Linked DNA regions of Anas platyrhynchos: region 1 is linked to region 2. A link is a contact called in public Hi-C data. All regions are on one chromosome and are shown on one strand. Each heading gives the region's core, a stretch centred on a gene start, on an enhancer-like site or on the middle of the called end of the contact. The rest is flanking DNA. Distances are from core to core; before and after follow the strand shown.

Region 1 (3,383 bases), core at 798-3,297, 42 kb before region 2:
AGCCTCAAGGAAGTAGACGGTGTGAGTTTAGATTTTGTGGGGAAAATAGGGCAGGCAACTGACAGCTAAACTGTCTCAGCCAAACATTTTTAATAATACACAAATTGCATCAAGTATTATAAGATACAGGCTATACTCTGTGTTCTTATTATACCTACTGGTTGTTCTGGGTGTGGTGTTTCTTTTTTGTTTGTTTGTTTGTTTTGTTTTGTTTTGTGGTTTGTTTGTTTGTTTGTTTTTAAAGAAAACATTTTATTCCATATGGCAGTTTTCATTTCCAACTGCATCAAAAACCAACACCCGTATTGCTGGTCAAATTGTTCTGAGCAAGCAGGTCGCATGTCAGACACCACTAAAATTCACCTCATGACACGAGAATCAACTCCTGGTAAAAGGGACTCCTAGTAAAAGAGACTTTGGCTCTGACAGAGGCTTACACAAGACTACAAAGCTATAAATAATCTCAGGTATTTCCTGCAGGGTGTGAGCTTCATATATTCAACATCATCTGCCGTAGGTTTCTCACTGTTTCTGCAGTGAAATAATTATACAGAAATGAACATCAATGTCTAAAACCATGGGTGCACCTAGCCCAGTATTTTGATTCCAGTGTCAGCAATAAGGAGATGCTATTTAGGAAGAGCTCCTTAAGTGTAGCTGTTGTATTAAGGGTGCTGGAAGGCACATCCCTGCCTATTTCCTTCTTGCCATCGATATGAATAATGATGACTTTGTAAATCTTGATGAAATCTTTCCCCAGCCTTCTTTCCTGAGCCGTTCCAGACTTTGTCATTGCCCCTGTAGGGCAGTGGCTCCCTCCCTCCTGTGCCGTCCCTAACTACCATACAGCTTCTCAATCTGTGAAGACAAGAACTGACACAGGAATCAATCTGAGCAGTGGCTATATGGATGCCAAACACTTCCCTCTTTCTCGTTCTCCATATCCTTCCCGATGATGTGCAATGTTCTGTTGGGCTTTGGATTGCTACTGCATGGAAAGCTGATGCAACAGTTTCACAGGACTTTTAAGATAGCTCCAGGTTTTAACAGGCAATGGTAAAAGTTCAGCAAAAGGTAAGCTCAGAGATCTCCTCACTGCTCCTCAGGGTGGTGTGTGAAGGTATGGCGTTACCTCCTGGAAGTCCTGCCACTTCTGGCAAGACCACCGCTTCTGAACATCTGCAGAGGCACCACCAAGCCCTAGTTAGGAATTAGGTCTCAGATGCATTTGTATGGTATTTTAATGAAAAACATGTCAATACACACTGTTTTAGTTGGAAATATGACACCTGTAGTGGTACTCAATGTCTCACCAAAACCAGTGGGAACTGCCAGCTTTCCAAACGTGAAGTTATGAAATATTGAATCCGTAATAGTGTAGGATTTAGTAATTTTGGAATCCTAAATTAACAGTGTAATGAGAAAAGGAATCCTGTCTCCTGTTTATTACCTCAAGCTTAGAGAACAAAACCTGCCTTGTTAGACTGTCGTCTTGATAGGATTTGTAACCTGCTACCTGGTGATCTATGGTACGAGATTTTCCCCAGGGTGTACTTTAGCAATATTTACTTGTTTTCAGACAAAGCCTGAAAGATTGATTAAGCTGCTCATGTAATTCAATTTGTGAGAAACAACCTGCAGCCAACAACACAGGCTCAGGCGAGGGTCTCAGTAAAGTAGCATTTTTATTTATAATTTTAATGGTGGGTGTCTTGCAAGCTGGAGCACCCAGCACAAGCCTATGATAACCTTATATTCTCTATTACCTGACACTTTAATTCCTCACGTTTCCTCACTGAGTACCACAGGTTCAAAAACTACTCAACACTATACCATATATATATACAATTTTATTTGACCAACTGTTGATTTCTCATTTTTTCCCCTTCCCTCGTGACTGGAGGACCCGTGATTTTTTTATTTCGACTGATTTCACACTGTTCGCATCCTTTTTGTCAGCCACCCTCCTTATTTTGGGGACGGCCGAGGCGCTCCGTGGGGGGGGGGCGCGACCGTTAAACCGACCCCGCAGGCGCGCGCCTGCCTGACGCGGGGCGGTGCTGGGCGGGGCGCGGCGCGGTGCATGCCGGGAGCTGTCAGGGCGGCGCGGGGCGGTCGGCGGCGGCGGGGCCCTTCCGGCGCGGGGCGCTCAGGTAACGCGACCCCCCCCACCCCCCCATGGCCCGTCCCTGAGGCGCCGCCGCCATTTTCTCGCCCCCCTCCTGGGCGCAGCGGGGGCACCCCCGGGGGTCCAGGCGGGTCCAGCCGGGCCTGGGGGCTGGCGGCAGGTGCGGAGGAGCCCGGTGACAGCCCCTCCGGCGGTGGGTTTGTCGAGGGGGCGGTGTCCCGTCAGGGGGAGGGCCCGCAGCCGCCCCGCCGTGACCTTGAGGTGTGAGGGCGGCGGGGCCCGGGTGGCCGCTGAGGCGTAAGGGGGTGTCTGGGTATTGGGGATAAGCAGCAAGGCCTGAAGGGCTCGGGTCTGAATGCCCTAAAACACGCTGCGGGTGTGCTGAGGTTATCCCGGGGCTGGCACCACTTGTGGCCCTTGGATTTCCATGCTGGATAATTAATATATCATAAATAATAAGTGTGCCTGCGTATCAGGTGCAGTAGCTGTGCGTTACTGCCCTCGGATTAACCGGGTGATGCTGCCTGAATCCTGCAGGGCTGCGAGCTGGCAGGGGGATCTCTTGAAGTAGTGATGTGCAGGATGTTTGCAGGCAATCCGGGCTTAGTATAAGGTTGCATATGGTATCTTTTCATTTTGTTGCCAAGCCTCAGTCTGGCTGTATCCCTTCTAAATACTTACATTGGCCTGGCTGTCAGATGTGCTTATTTTTTTTGGTTGAAACATTCGTAACTTTCCACCAAAGAGACTGAATGCAGCACAGTAATGTCTTTTCACACGTCTGATAATGATTTGATGTCTGAGTGTTGTGATTATCCAAAATGTGCAGTCACTTATAACGTAAAAGATGAACATCACAAGGTTGAACGCTGGTTTGGAAAAAAGCAGGATGTCAACCACATAATTCCCAGGTTGGTTTTAATTGAAATTAGAATAGGCACTTTTGGAAATTTAAGTAGCCTGGAAGGGAGAGATGGGGAAGGAGAACTGCACTTCTGACTTACTGAATGTCTCCTGTTCCCAGCTTGTTGCTGGCACCTGTGACAGTAGGTACTTAAACAGCATCTGGCAAAAACAAGTTGTCCTGCATCTTCCAATAGGGCAGTGGCTGTGCATTCCAGTGCATGGTTATGTTTACAGGGAAGGCCGTGTTTTTTTTTCGGCAGCACATCTCTTGTGTGAAAATACTGGAATGCTACACTGACCACTGGAAACACTCATCACATGCACAGCAAGCTAAGCTGGGAAGAATGCA
Region 2 (3,533 bases), core at 400-2,899:
CCAATGGTTGTGTCTGATTTTGACCTTCCTGACAATCAGGTTGAAATACTGCAGAGTTCTGATTCTGGCTGTTCTCAGTCATCTACTGGAGACAACATCAGCTATGAGGTGGAAACAGAAAGCCTGAGTGCTCAAGATAGCTCTCAGACTCTGAGAGAAGACTCGCCTGATGAAATTGTGCAACAAGTCATTACTGACCTTATCTGCAGAGTTGTAAGCAGTCTTGGAGAAGAGAACGACCCAGTTAAACACAGTCTGCACTCCGAGGATACTTCATGTAATTTCAGCCCTTTGGATAACCCCGACGAGATGACTAAAAGTGAAGATCAAAATATTCAAAGTAGCCAAAGTAGTTTGCTTAGTAATGACAGTTCCCAGTTATTGTCAGCCTCAACTGAGACTGGACTTGAGAGCTTAAGAGACGAAATTTCAAGAAATAACTCCTCACCCTGTATTGCAGCAAGCCAGCAGTCCCTGTCAGATCTCACTCTTGCTTCCACAGAGTCCAAGTCCAGAAAGCGGAGCCACAGTAGCATTCAGTTCAACTTCAAAGGAAAACTGCCAGAAAAAACGTCAGAAAAAGAAACAATTGTTAAAGAGGCTGGTAAGCAACCAGGTGCAAAACCTAAGGTGAAAATAGCCAAAAAGAAAGATGAAGAGAAGAAGAAAGCGCAAACAGAAAAGCTTAAACAAACAAACGTCTTCTTTAGTGATGGTCTTGATTTAGAAAACTGGTACAGCTGTGGAGAAGGAGAAATTTCAGAAATAGAGAGTGATGTGGGGTCCCCAGGAATGCGGAAATCTCCCAACTTCAATATCCATCCCTTGTATCAACATGTACTGCTGTATCTCCAGCTGTATGACTCCTCAAGGACATTGTATGCTTTTTCTGCAATTAAAGCGATTCTGAAGACAAATCCCTCAGCGTTCGTAAGTGCTATCTCCACTACCAGTGTCAACAATGCATACACTCCTCAGCTCTCACTGCTCCAGAATCTCCTAGCCAGGCATCGGATATCTGTTATGGGCAAGGATTTCTATAGTCACATCCCAGTTGATTCTAACCATAACTTTCGGAGTTCTATGTACATAGAAATTCTTATCTCCTTGTGTTTATATTACATGCGGAGCCACTATCCAACTCACGTTAAAGTAACCTCACAAGATCTGATAGGAAACCGTAATATGCAAATGATGAGTATAGAAATTCTGACACTTCTCTTTGCTGAATTGGCCAAAGTTATAGAAAGCTCTGCAAAAGGCTTTCCTAGTTTTATTTCGGACATGTTATCCAAGTGCAAGGTTCAGAAAGTGATCCTGCATTGTCTGCTGTCTTCTATCTTTAGCGCACAGAAATGGCACAGTGAAAAGATGGCTGGAAAAAACATAGTGGCTGTAGAAGAAGGTTTCTCTGAAGACAGCCTTATAAATTTCTCTGAAGATGAATTTGACAACGGCAGTACTCTACAGTCACAGCTTTTAAAAGTGCTTCAGCGGCTGATTGTGTTGGAACACAGAGTAATGACTGTGCCTGAGGAAAATGAAACAGGCTTCGACTTTGTCATAACAGACTTGGAGCACATTGGTCCCCAGCAGCCGATGACTTCTCTTCAGTATTTACACTCCCAGCCAATAACCTGCCAAGGCATGTTTCTCTGCGCGGTGATAAGAGCTTTACATCAACACTGTGCCTGTAAAATGCATCCTCAGTGGATTGGCCTTATCACTTCCACTTTGCCTTACATGGGAAAGGTTCTTCAGAGGGTGGTTGTTTCTGTGACTCTTCAGCTCTGCAGGAACTTGGATAATTTAATTCAGCAATATAAATATGAAACAGGATTATCTGATAATAGGTAAGTATATCTAGAGGTGTATAATCTTTTTAAGCAAATTTAATTGTGTTGAATTACTTTGCTGCTGGATGAGTTCATTTAAAAATATATTTTATTTTAGGCCTCTCTGGATGGCGTCAGTCACTCCCCCAGATATGGTTCTTACTCTATTAGAAGGGATTACAACAATAATTCATTACTGCCTGCTAGATCCATCTACACAATATCATCAGGTAAATTTACTTGGGCATCTGAGAAGTTCCTGTGCAGTATATGTCAAATTAAGGACTGTAATTGTATAAACGTGCTTGTATTAGGTACTTGCACAAAATTGAAGGTCTGAGTGAGGAAAATAATAGCCATGTAGTAATCTTGGTTGTAAATGTGTTTTTCATGGATAGTGTATACATCTCAATTAAACGGAACAATAATTTTCTACTAATTATACTTCTAAGAGAGTATTAGACTTTTCTGTTGTTATCATTATTTCCTTGAAACAACGAAGTAGTTTCAAGGAAAATTCCTTAACTTTCGGACCTCTAAAATGTAACTTTTTAGAACTTCATTACGACTTCATTGTGGAACTTTGCAGACTGATGCATATCTGGCACTTTCTGGCTGGATTATGTTCATCGTGCAATATGTCAAAATATTTTCTTTCTGCTTTTTCGGTATATTCACAATTTGTCTTCAGTCAAGCAATATTTTCAGATCTGATATTAAGAGCATAGTATCTTTCAAGAATTTGGCCCAGATTTTACATGAAAACTTTTGTTCTGCTGTCTACCTTGGTTTTGCCATTTGTGTTCTTATTCCCCTTTGCCTTCCATTCATTTGAAAATAACCGAGAACTGTTTATTGTCTGTGCAAGTAAATAATTTTGCTTAATGTATTTGTTAAACCTCAGATTCTGAAATAATTATATTTTGCAAAGGTGTAGGCAGATGATACAAAATTGATTGCTGTAGTCATGAGGTACCACATGTTCAGAACACATTCCATTCTGAATGACTGAGAGTCAAAAGATTCTTTAATCAATTATTATTTGATAAACTCAAAGCCTGTAAGTACTGTAAAAATTACCGAAAAGCTGTTTTGGAAAAGAGGCCTGGTTTAAAGCTTCCATGTACATTGTCTCAATTTACACTATTTTACTAATTTTATTTGTGTAGATATTTAATGCTGTTCTTCCCCTCTTCCCTTGAAATGTTCTAGCTTTTGGTTAATGTAGATCAGAAACACTTGATTGAAGCACGCAATGGGATCCTGTCTATACTGCATATGATCATGTCTTCTGTGACTTTGCTGTGGAGCATCCTTCACCTTGCAGACTCTTCAGAGAAAACTACTGCTGCCGCTGCTGCATCCATTACCACTATTAATCTTGGGTCAACAAAGGTCAGAATGTCAGGGATAATATTGTTTACATCGTACATAAATACCTTCATCAAACTAAATCCAATTACATTCCCTTAAATGTAAATTGACTTTTAATACATTTGTCCTAATCTACCCACCCACCTGAGAAACAAGACCCAAGAAAATGGGTATTGACTCTGCTTTTAAACTTAAATGTATCAGCTAACAGCAAGTCTCCCATTTGCTTTCTACAAAGAAAATTAAACCCATCCTGAAAAATACTTGAACCATTTAAGCCACCCTTTTATGCCTCAAAATATGTAAAATGCTCATGTAGAATCA

The links. A called contact is a pair of places that touch in the nucleus more often than the background predicts.
Region 1: a contact with region 2 is called in a Hi-C map of small yellow follicle, with 4 times the contacts expected there. The contact joins the promoter of DOP1A here to the enhancer-like site in region 2. A contact is called at or near these places in 2 of 8 Hi-C or Micro-C datasets (F5 follicle and small yellow follicle).

The regions. Positions count from the first base shown.
Region 1 is chr3:84,914,281-84,917,663 of IASCAAS_PekinDuck_T2T, reverse strand. It overlaps DOP1A (DOP1 leucine zipper like protein A), which reads left to right and starts at 2,047. Exons shown (of 37, transcript XM_072036241.1): 1 at 2,047-2,153.
Region 2 is chr3:84,872,162-84,875,694 of IASCAAS_PekinDuck_T2T, reverse strand. It overlaps DOP1A (DOP1 leucine zipper like protein A), which reads left to right. Exons shown (of 37, transcript XM_072036241.1): 19 at 1-1,853; 20 at 1,954-2,065; 21 at 3,048-3,230. Among named protein-coding and RNA genes, the nearest start is that of PGM3, 30 kb to the right of the region's middle. Within about 2 kb of position 1,649, at least 5 of the 8 cell types and tissues checked have an H3K27ac peak or open chromatin away from gene starts, as enhancers often do. A contact at or near this core is called in F5 follicle and small yellow follicle, where this site is marked.